Regions from separate parts of the Gasterosteus aculeatus genome. Here region 1 is linked to region 2. Evidence: chromatin contacts called from public Hi-C data. All regions are on one chromosome and are shown on one strand. The core of a region is the stretch at or near the end of the contact, and the rest is flanking DNA. Distances in the headings are between cores, read along the strand shown.

Region 1 (5,629 bases), core at 321-2,820, 55 kb after region 2:
ATTTCTCTCCATGTCAAACCTGTAACATTTTGGACTGCACAGCCGTCCTGGTCAACAGAGAACCCTAAATAAAAACGAATGCAAGCAAAGCTGTTGGGTTTTTTTTTTACTGAATGGTGCTTTCTGTTAACCAAAGTCTAAAGTTAAGTGCAAATTTAGTCAAAACCATGGGTGGGACCCTTCTGGCAGTCAACTATTGAGTCAACCAAAAGTTTCCACACTTAATCGAACCCGCAGCACCTCATTTTAAAAAGCAGCTGCATGGTTAATTTTGGAGCAAAACAAAGTATTGTGTTATTTTACGTCAAAACCGTCTGGTTTACTGTCTGAATAGGAACGCCAATGAACAGCTGCTATCTGATGACTCCAACGGGCACACAAAAGTTAAACCTGGATCACTGACAAAGCATCACTTTCACCTGTTAAAACATTCAGTTGCTCTCACCCTCGGCTGCTCTTAATTGGGTGAGATTTCAACATCTTTCAACAGGAGTGATCCGCCCTCAACATCTCCATCAGGCGCACGAGAGATTTGGACATGAATGTACATAACCAGAGCCTCCCCAAACAAACACAAACCTGTTCCTGCAGGTGTGCATCATTTGAATGAATCCACATGTCTGTAAAACACACACACACACAAACACACATTCCTCACCAGAGCAAAGTACACGTACTGCAAAAAAAAAAAAACAGCTATACAACCGCATGCACCTGGTATCTTAAAACCTCATTAAAAAAGCCATCAGATCTTCAGTGACTCAAAGCGCTGGGGGCGCCGCAGCTACCAAAGAGGCCCCCGACCCTGACGTTCTGGACCCAGAGGGAGCGCACGGGGGCCCGGGTGGTTGAGGGGAGGTGAAGTGACAAAGCGGCGATGTCTGGAGGCTCTGCGTCAGTGGGTTTCCGTTAAAGCCGCTGAAAACGGGGGCAGAGAACGGGGGGGCCTTGACGCGGCTCTGCATGCAGGCGGAATTATCTCCGGGGGTGGAGATTAAGATTTTAAAGTTGGATAAATTGCAGCTAATCATCGCGTTCCTTTCGCAACGTGTCACGTTGCACGCGTGCATGGATCCCGCGCATACGCACGCCGCTCTATTCCAGATTCGGAATCCTCTGCAGGCCTTTGGGGAAAAGGGATACCAATCAGAAATGGGGTTGAAATGTACCTGAGGGGATTTGAAGGGGGGGGGGGTTATAATCTGTATGATACATGGTCTAAATACAAGTGCTTGAAGTGCACAGTTGGTGCAGTTGTTGAAAAGGGAAAGTGGGACATTTGGGTAGATTTTCGAGCATGTGGTAATGTCAGTATAAACAACAAATACCTCTTCCATCGATGTGTTTCTATTGTGTGTTGTGTTTCTGCGCCTCACACGGACACATCCGAGCGCCTGGGTCTCCGTATAGTAAGTGTTAAAAATGGGAGAGAATTGAAAGAAGAAATTTCCCCGTTACTTTAAAAAAAAGAGTTTTATTCTTTATTAGCTGCAGCAATGCTTTTCATGGCGGCTTGTGGTTTGCGGTGATTTAGTGCTCCTACGTTGACGGGACTCCGCCCAGGGGAGCACCTCGCCCAGCCTACCCGGCAGGCTCGCCGTCATTTCCGATCCCCTCGTTTGATTTTCACACACACACACACACTTCACGACGCGGGTGTTGAAATAACAGGCCGATTAGAAGCGGCGTGACGGCACGCAGGAGCGCGGCGTGATTCACGCCACAGTTTAGGGAACGGCGGGATGTAACCCACGTGAGGTTTATTTTCAACAGAGGGCAGTTCAAGTGTCGCAGACAGACAACCTTTTCTATTAAGGGAAGAGGCAGTGTTTTACCCGGGGGGCCATAAAAATAAGGAACGTTTCAAACAATTCAGTATTAAACGTCATAAAATATTAGACACAACAGTTAATTCAAATTTGCATTAGCAGCGGGCAGAATTGATGTTGAAGAACTTCCAAATTCCAAACTCTTCTCGTTCTTTTCCTCTTTGTATTCGGGCGTCTGTACTGGACTGTGACCCCAATACGGTGGAGGTTAAGCACTAGTGGAGCCCTCAGCTAACGGTGCCGCAGCGATACAGTTAATGTTTGTTAAAGTGGAAAAAACGCCTTTGCGCTCTTTATAGTCTTTCAAACTGTGAGGTCTGATGCCATCTGATGGTGTTGCTTTGCGTCGTCAGAATGAGCGTTTTCACACAACCTGCGTTCAGGTCTCTCCACCAGCCTCATTGTTAACGACTGCGATGCTACAGGATTGCGTTCGACTTCGGTGTTGGCGGTGTGGACAAAACAGCCTTTGCCAAAAACGAAACGACACAGGATGTTTAAGGGGGATTAATCCATTTTTAGTGAGAGGTGAGTGATTTTCTTCTTCGGAGGTTAATAACACGTGCGTAAAGTCGTGTGATATTTCTGCCAATGTATTTTTTGTGTCTGTTCCACTGATCTGGAGGAGGTACCAAAGCAGGATAAACAGCAATCTGCCATCCAATAAAGGGAAGAAACAGTCAACATGGAAGGTTCCTTCAAAGTGTTCGACGGCAAAGATAGTTCACTCAGTACGTCTCTTAGACCAAACGATGTGCTCTGATAAGTCCAGTGTGTTTACAAGCAAAATCTTTAGGGCCCATCATCACTTTAGGGTGATGATGCTGACAGTAAGGGCTCCTCTAGTTCTTTGTCTTGTTTTCAAAAGGCATCAACATGTGAACATTACAAGGCCACCGTCGGTAGAAGTGGAGTCGAGGTCACAGAGTTCCTTTGCATCTAGAAATCAATGCAGGAGATGTACTGTGAATGTGTGTGTGTGTGTGTCCTTCACATCACCCACTGATTGATGTACACTTCATTCAAACCCTTTTTCCATCTGTGTAAAATGCTTTGCCATCATTGATAACAAGCTCTCGCAGAATCGGCCCTTTCACGTTTCTTCAAAATGCTGTCATTACGTGATAATCAACACATGTTCCATCACAAACACAAAGCTGGCCGTCAGCCGCGAACGCCCAGGAGTTCTCTATAAATACGCCTTTTCTGTTTGGCCTTTGTGCCGCACAGAAAAGAACTTGTAATGTGTGCCGCTTCTTTTCTCGAGCAAGCAGCACTTTCCCTGCAACAGCTGGAGAGTGACAGAGCCCACAAAGCTCCCACACGCATAATCAAACACACACACACATACATACATACAGTACACGCCACCGTGCATGCATATATGTGTGCAGGCATGCATGTGTACACAGAGAACCCTAATTTGCTGCTTGCAAAAGCTTTGTATCATCAACGGCTTATAAAAGCTTGTTGGGTTTTTGTCTGGCTTCTTCAGAATGTCTTCTACCCGCGCTGATTTTCCTTTTAACCTTCAAAATAACAGATTGCGGTGCATGCAGGCTCCCATGCGAGCCTCTTTTCTCCCGGCGATATGGGCAGAAGGTGGGGCACGCAGCTGTGTCAATAGGCTACCCAGCAATCCTAAAGCAGCCTCCAAACCCTGCAAACTGCCTTTTATGTCGGCCTCCCGGCTAAAAGACAGTTCTGTTTACACTTAGGTCTTTGTCAAAAGCCTTACACCTGTGTTTGGGGGGGAGGGGGTGAGGGTTGGTGCGAAGGTACGTGCATGTACCTGCTGAGCGTTGAGCAGCACCTGTTGCCTGAATGGAGTCTTTTCTATGGCCCCAACAGCAAACTGTATAGAATAATGGAGGATGGAGAGTAAACTGAAATGTTATCTTTGATTTAATAATTCTTGTCTTACACCAAAGATGTTTAACGGTGAGCAGTAGTTATTAAGAGATCCGCTGTGGACAGACGCAGTGTGCACTCACACACACACACACACACACACACACACACACACACACACACACACACACACACAGGCACGCGAGTGATCGCATCGCTTTCTGGTGTTTCGATTGAAAACAGTCAATAAAAAAAAAATCAACCACGAAACCTTCGGAGACGGTTTTCACCGCAACGTTTGTCATCCAGAATAAATACAATGTCCTTCCTGGAAAAAAATGGCTCCAAAGCAAAAACTAATTCTACATACAAGAGAAATTGTATTTTTGTAAGTGGGATGTACTCGGGGGATTGTCCCCAAACCCTCTAAGTGGGGCATGGACGGATGGACAGTGTTTGTGTGTTTCTTTTCAAACAGTCCACACACATGCAGGTCGGGTGGAGATTCAAAAGTCCTTAAAATGAAACCTGTTTTTAACAGTTAATACCATTAAACCATGTGGACTTCTCCCATATTGCAACAGTGCTATGATTCACCGAGTATACCAAGTACATCCAATAGCAAAACAAATATGTATTAAGGGTTCAGGCCTGTTGATGCAGACAGCGCACATTAAATACCAAGAGAAACAACGGCGTGCCGTGGCACCGGCCCCCAGCCATTGCGTTGGCACGGTCCAAACCCAGCTGGCCACAGAATTCATTTCATGCTCCGTCCCTCGACCTAAAGAGCCGCGACCACAGTGATAATTGTGTCGCTGAATCCAGAGTGAAAAAAAACATCTTTTTGTTCGAGCAGGAGGCCCGAGGGGGAGAATTATTAAATATAAAAAGTCTGACCCGTACACGTCAACGCGTGGAATAATGACATTGTTTTGAAATCTCAATAATGAACCTCATACTATAAGTAGTACGTTTCCTGGGATGTTGCAGAGGAGCAACCGGATGCAGAGAGACTCTCTGTGTCTTTCGGGTTGTGTCTCAGGTAGCATGGAGGCAGAGGAGGCTCGAGAGGGTCAGAACTGTCCCCTGTCCACGTGTACCCGAGCCCGACGCCAAAACCCGTGTCCCTCGCTCTCTCGCGGGTCGCGGGGGTTGAGGAGCGTCGGCTGGATGAGACGTGGAGCTCTGCCGGCTTCAGCGTCGCTGCCGCCGCTTCTCCGTGGGAAATGTTCACAGTAGTTACATGCTTTCCGTCTAATATTGTGACAGGCGGCTCTAAATTCCTGAGAAGTTCCTGAACATGCACCGTGGCCCACAACGTTGGTTTGGACTGCTCGCTTCCATATGGTACTATTCAAGCCGCTGCGTGATCAACACTCCTGACCGATGCAACTCTGTCCTCGAAATATGTTTTGTAGGGGTCTGCTCAGCTGTCTGGCGCCATCGTCCTCCTAAACATGTCATTACTGAAACCACAAGGTTCAGAGCCACACACACAACACACAATGTAAGCTACATATCAGTGCCGCCACTGATAAAATATGAAAAATTTGTCGACAGAAGGATTCTGAAACATTCCACAAATAAACCACAGAGCTTATTTGTACATGGCTGCCTGTCAATCAACAGTTTTAGAATGTGGGGGTTTTGGAATAATCTCAATCACAATCAGTCAGCGGTGAATGTTTCTCTGGTAACAGCCACGATTTCTAGGCATCGATATGAACATAGAAAATTGTGCTGTGGCTCCGTCGAAAGAAAAGAAAATACGCAACCCATTATCTCTCAAAGCGGATTTGAAAAACAAAGATTTTAGACTAATTTATCCCGAAATCACCCCTTGTGATGAACGTTGGTACTCATTGCCTGTTAAAGGCACATTTTCCCATTTTTTCAGAAATCCTCACATTTGACATTCTGGAGCCGAATAATGATTTGAAATTTTA
Region 2 (5,434 bases), core at 631-3,130:
TGCGGGTGCAGCGTGTGGATGTCCATGGGGAAGTGCAGCTTGTTGCGGATGATCTCCTGGTTCTTGCCGGTGAACTTGTTGGCGCTGTTGATGCTCTTGGTGTGCCAGTCGGTCCAGTAGAGGCTGTCCTCGAACACGGTGATGGCGAACGGGTGCGGCAGGCCTACGGGTCGAGATCGAGAGAGAGAGAGAGAGAGGTCTCAGAAAGGGCGAGTTTAATAAAAAGCAGCCTGGCGACATCTTTCATGACTCCGTGACCCCTGACTGATCAAAGACCTCAGGAAGACCACAGGAAATGACAAAAAATAAAAAACGCTCCTGCAACATCCGCCCATTCAGCGGGTTCTGCTGACGTCATGACGCCCCCATTTCGGGCCGCTTTTCGACTTTTTTCTGTCGGGAATCTGTGCCCTCAAACCTCTTCAGGCCGAGAGAAACATGTTCTCTTAGTCTGCACTTAACTTTGATTTAGTCACATCCTTCCAACGGGTGATTTTAAATCAGAGAAAATGAAAAAATCACAGAATTTCTTGTTTGTGTGTGTGTGTGTGCGCTTTAATAAAAGCTCGGAATTCTTTTATAAGCTTAAGATATGAGAAGTATTTAACTATTTAAGTACATGATGTCATCAAAGTGAAACCGCTTCGCGTGTCATCTAATGTCACGTTGCGTGGTGAAGGTCTGAGGCTGCACGGAGCACAGTGACGATCGGGGGGATTGTGGGTGAGTTGCTTAATGATAACAAACGTTTAACCGCTTCAATCTAACCGTATGTTTTATGAGCAGTAAACTATTTCTGTACTGCCTCTTTGGTCCGTGTCAACATTAATACAGACGGACGAATGGATTTAACGTCCGTTTGCCTCCTGAAAGTGTGAATAAATCCATTGGTGGTACGATAGGAATCGATTAGGTCTTTATTTTAGCGAATTATTTTAGCGCACCGAAGTCAAAAAGGTTTTGTACGAGTAGATCCTGAGGATGTGGAAGATCCTTGTATCTTATAAAAGTATATTTTATAGTATAATATTTTTGTTATGTAGGATAGTGTGTTGACCAAGAGGGGACATTGACTTCTGAAAAAAAACATTTAAAAAAAGGTTGTTAAATATCAAGCCTTCTGTCATTAGAGAGATAAATTATAATAAACAGCTCAGACTAAATTATGATTCTTATCAGGCATCTTGTCTGGGTAAAGAAAACTGAAAAACTTATTTTAGTTATTATCTTTTATTAAAAGAAGTCACATGTACGTTTGCCCTCCTCTTTACAGGACCAGGTGTGTTCACTGATCTTATCCTAACGTGAGGGAGACAAGAGTCTCCTCCCCTCCCCTCCCCCACCCTGAGCCGTTGACATCTCCAGAGGCGCCTGCTTCCAACACGGTCACCTTCCTCCTCCTCCTCCTCCTCCTCCTCCTGTTTTCTGGGACAGCTGCAGGAGCAGCTGCGGGCCGACAGGGCATCAAACGTCCCACCGGCCTTCCCAGTAATGTCCCCTTTAACCTACACGCGGCACCTCTCGGTCCTTTCACGCCTCGCCAGAATCTGTCACACAGGTCATCGGAGACGCAGCGGCGCCGCTCGCCCCCTCCCCGCCCCCCTCCGGCGCGATGGCCTGCAGCGCCGAGGGGACGTCTTGGGAGGTTCTCCTTCTTGAAATCGCCGAAAACGTCGGATCCTAGTGACGGTATCGAACGGGACAGGTCGGGTGGTCGGCGAGATCGCATCGCAAAGCGTCCCCGTGGTCTTTCACACGCGGTCTAAAACCAAGTGCAAACGGGGCTATTGTGCCAGAGACCAGCACACGCACAACCCCCGGGCCACCTGCGCAGGTGCGTGCGCTGGATGGGGGCGTTATCCATCACACCCGCCCGCCGCCCCGGCTCCAATGACAGAGCAGCTGGCACGCTTCCAGCTAGCTCACACACACACACACACACCCCTATAGGTGAAGGGAGATAGACACTCGTTAACATTCCAGGGCACAATGGCTCAGAATGTCTCTATGCAGACACACACACACACACACACACACACACACACACGTCCTATTTGTCCGGCGTGTTGTCTGAGCAAACAAAGGCTGGGGAGGAAGGACAGGGCCAATTACAGCGTTTCATCCTGAGAGCACACATCATTAAGGAGAGCTCACCGGGCGGATGGCAGGCGGGCGCGCACACACACACACACACACACACACACACACACACACACACAGGGTCGCTCGCCCTTTTCAACACACTTGGTACTCACTAAACTGCTTCCACACTTTTCCCCCTCAGATGAAAAAACAAATATAACATTGGAAACCCTTCTGCCAGAAAGAACCTGAGTAAAAGTATGGAGGTAGTTTTACTGCAACATGAGATCTCGTTATATGACACATCAGGGTCCTGATGCAAACACCGGACCCCCGCTTTGGGTGCACGCACGCTTTGTGTCGTCATCTAGGACGTCTGTGTGTGCGCTCTGGAAGGGAAACATGGCATTGATTTTCTCCACAGGGTTTAGTAAAGTTGCGTAAGCAACTAGCAACATGAATCGATCTGTGCTCCGCAAATCGGCATTCCGGACGACATGTATCGATTGAAATGGTACATAATCGATTGTATCGATACTTGGAAACTGCACATTGGATTTAAGTACAACAACGGTGTGGATGTGTGTTTGTTTGCTAGCACTTTAGACACGTTAAACGTTACTCGATTCAGTCTGCCTGACTGTGACGTCATCAGTACGCTTGACTATGAACAACAACAACAACACACCGCGTGGAGGAGACGACTGCGAGCGAGACATTTACAAACCAACTCATCGATCCAGCGCGTGGAAACATTTTGGCTTTTGCAAACACGGAGGTGTTCTAAATAAGTCGGTCGCTGTTTGTAGAATATGTAGAAGCCAAATAAAAAAAAACACGGAAACACGACGAATCTTTCGGGCCGTCTACTAAGGCGCCGCGGGATTAAACAACGCCGACAGTCAGGACCTCTAGCAGCGTCACCGCTGCAGCAGCAGCAGGTAACTCAGCTCTGCAGACGCCTCAGGCCTCCAGCACCAAACTCAATATCACAGGAACAAGTTTATCTGTAAAGACGTGAGAATCTACAATGAGGTTGAAAATCCGGGGTTCTGTGAATTGATCCAAACATTGTGTAATTATTGTGTAATGTTTACATTGAAAATTGTTGCACAATAAAAAGGTCAATACATTTGCCATCAATTGTTTGCTTGTTTATAATATCCATAATTAATTTAAACCTGATTTTCTTACAAGAAACAACAGGGATCTCAGAAACTTTGCCTCCACTGTCCAGTAAAGTTACTGAATCGATTTCAAGTCACTGAATCGAATCGTTCTAAATTAACCCAGATCGTCCGTGAATCGAACCGGCAACCATGAATCGAGATTCGAATCGAATCGTTGTTAAAATGAATCGCCCCCAATTATATATATATATATATCATTTTGTGTGTATGTGGTAAATAATGAGACTCTGCAGCTCATTTAAAGCTTTCGGTGAGAAAAAAAGTCGATGAATTCGACTACAGTAGAGTTATTAGTCCCGGTAATTACGGACCGGGCGTGGCGTTCCCCGCGGAAGGTCGCGGCGGACGTCCCGTGGGACTCTACCTTGGCTGATGACGGCCTTGCGGTTGCGTCCGTCCAGGTCCGCCCTCTCGATGACGTGGTGCTTTGCGTCCACCCAGTACATGCGGTGGCCGGCGTAGTCGATGGTGAGGCCGTTGGGCCAGAAGAGGTGCGTGTCGGCGATGACCCGCCGGTTGGAGCCGTCCATGTTGGAGTACTCGATGCGAGGCGTGTTGCCCCAGTCCGTCCAGTAGATCTTACTGGGGAGGACAGCGGGACAGTGGGGGTTAGTTTGCTGTCAGCATTCGAGACGCTTCGAAAACGCAGACAAAAAAGTCCTCTGTCCCCCTATGACTCATCCGTTATGCCCGCCGGGAGGAGGGGGAGGGACGGGGGGGGGGGCTTTCATATTTTTCAATTATCCCATGCAAATGAGCACCGTAATAAGCTGAACGAGTTCTCAAACTTTTCTCAGGGGCTTCACCTAAAAAACCTAAAAATGATGCTGTGACGGGGACCTAAAAAACTGGTCCCCGTCACAGCAGCCGGGGATGAAAACGCACTTGGCTGACGCCCACGTTCAGGAAACACTCGTTCCACACAGATGCTCGCCTGAGGCCCCACCGCCGTGCTGCCAGACTGTAATCTCTGCTCCGCAGCTACGCAGCAACTGGGACACGTCCAGGGGGGAATGCGTGTGTGTGTGTGTGTGTGTGTGTCGGACTCTTACCCCTCTATGGGGTGCAGCGCGATGGCTCGCGGTTTCTCCATGTTCTGCCACAGCAGCACCTTGCGGTGCGTCCCGTCCAGGTTGGCCACCTCGATACGGGACGTCCCAGAGTCCGTCCAGTACAACTTATCGTGGATCCAGTCGATGGCCAGTCCACCTGTGACAAAAAGAAAATGAACACATTTTATGAACAATTTCGCTCATAAATATTTGTGTATATGTTAAACATATCAGATGTGAATGTTCGCAAGTGAACTTCAGTATCTGTAGTTGTTTTTTTCCACTTTGGACTTAGCCGAGCTAGCTAAGCTAAGCTAAGACAGCACTGATTTTAATCTGCGTCACTTTCAAGACACAAACGTAAAGGACAACGTCCTTTAAAAAGAGCATATACGATATTTTGGAAAAACAGAACGAGGCCCTGCGCCCTTTCGGCCGCCCTACACACCTGGACTCTCCAGACCGGTGGAGACGACCTCCTGCACGTTGGAGCCGTTGAGGTTGGCCTTCATGATGCGATCCAGCGTGACGTCGGACCAGAAGACCAGCTCGTGGCTGTGGTGGAAGTCCAGGGCGATGGCGTTCTCCAGGTTGTTGAGCAGCAGCGTGTACTCGGAGCGGTGCGGCAGAACCTGCCGGATGTCGATGCGGTTGGCGAACAGCAGCACGGGCTCCGGACCTGAAAGGAGGAAGAAGACGGTTCGGCGGTGGAGACGACGTGAGCGGTGAAGGCCGGGCAGTCACTTTTAATAACGGCGAGCGTTAATCCCACCGGGCCGCGGGCCGATGGCAGCTGCCTGACAGCCGGCCCTGACCTGCGTTTAACTTCAGTCTGCAGCAGATTGATGGGCTGCCGAACCAGACCTGCACTCCACAGACGCTGATCCAAATCTAGTCCAGACACCGAGTGAGCCAGGCTCACTGTGATTAAAGACCCCGGAGCAGAGGAACGGATAGGGTTACCTCCGGGGCAAGTGTAAAGAATACGCAGCCGGGTTTTTATTGGAGGCCAAACCCGCGGCGACTTCTCTGTGGTCACAAGTTAAAAAAAAGGTCGAAATGGAGCACGTCGGTTATTTTACCCAGAGCTTTGCAGCTGCGCTTGTCAGG

The links. A called contact is a pair of places that touch in the nucleus more often than the background predicts.
Region 1: a contact with region 2 is called in a Hi-C map of whole body, with 1.9 times the contacts expected there. The contact joins two enhancer-like sites. A contact is called at or near these places in 3 of 6 Hi-C or Micro-C datasets (liver, skeletal muscle and whole body).

Annotation. Positions count from the first base shown.
Region 1 is chr12:21,972,866-21,978,494 of fGasAcu3.hap1.1, forward strand. No RefSeq gene overlaps it. Among protein-coding and RNA genes, the nearest start is that of lrp4, 7.8 kb to the left of the region's middle. Within about 2 kb of position 1,571, at least 3 of the 9 cell types and tissues checked have open chromatin away from gene starts, as enhancers often do.
Region 2 is chr12:21,917,156-21,922,589 of fGasAcu3.hap1.1, forward strand. lrp4 (low density lipoprotein receptor-related protein 4) reads right to left here. Exons shown (of 39, transcript XM_078085770.1): 11 at 5,407-5,434; 12 at 4,773-5,003; 13 at 4,325-4,481; 14 at 3,637-3,854; 15 at 1-163. Among protein-coding and RNA genes, the nearest start is that of LOC144385364, 17 kb to the left of the region's middle. Within about 2 kb of position 1,881, at least 2 of the 9 cell types and tissues checked have open chromatin away from gene starts, as enhancers often do.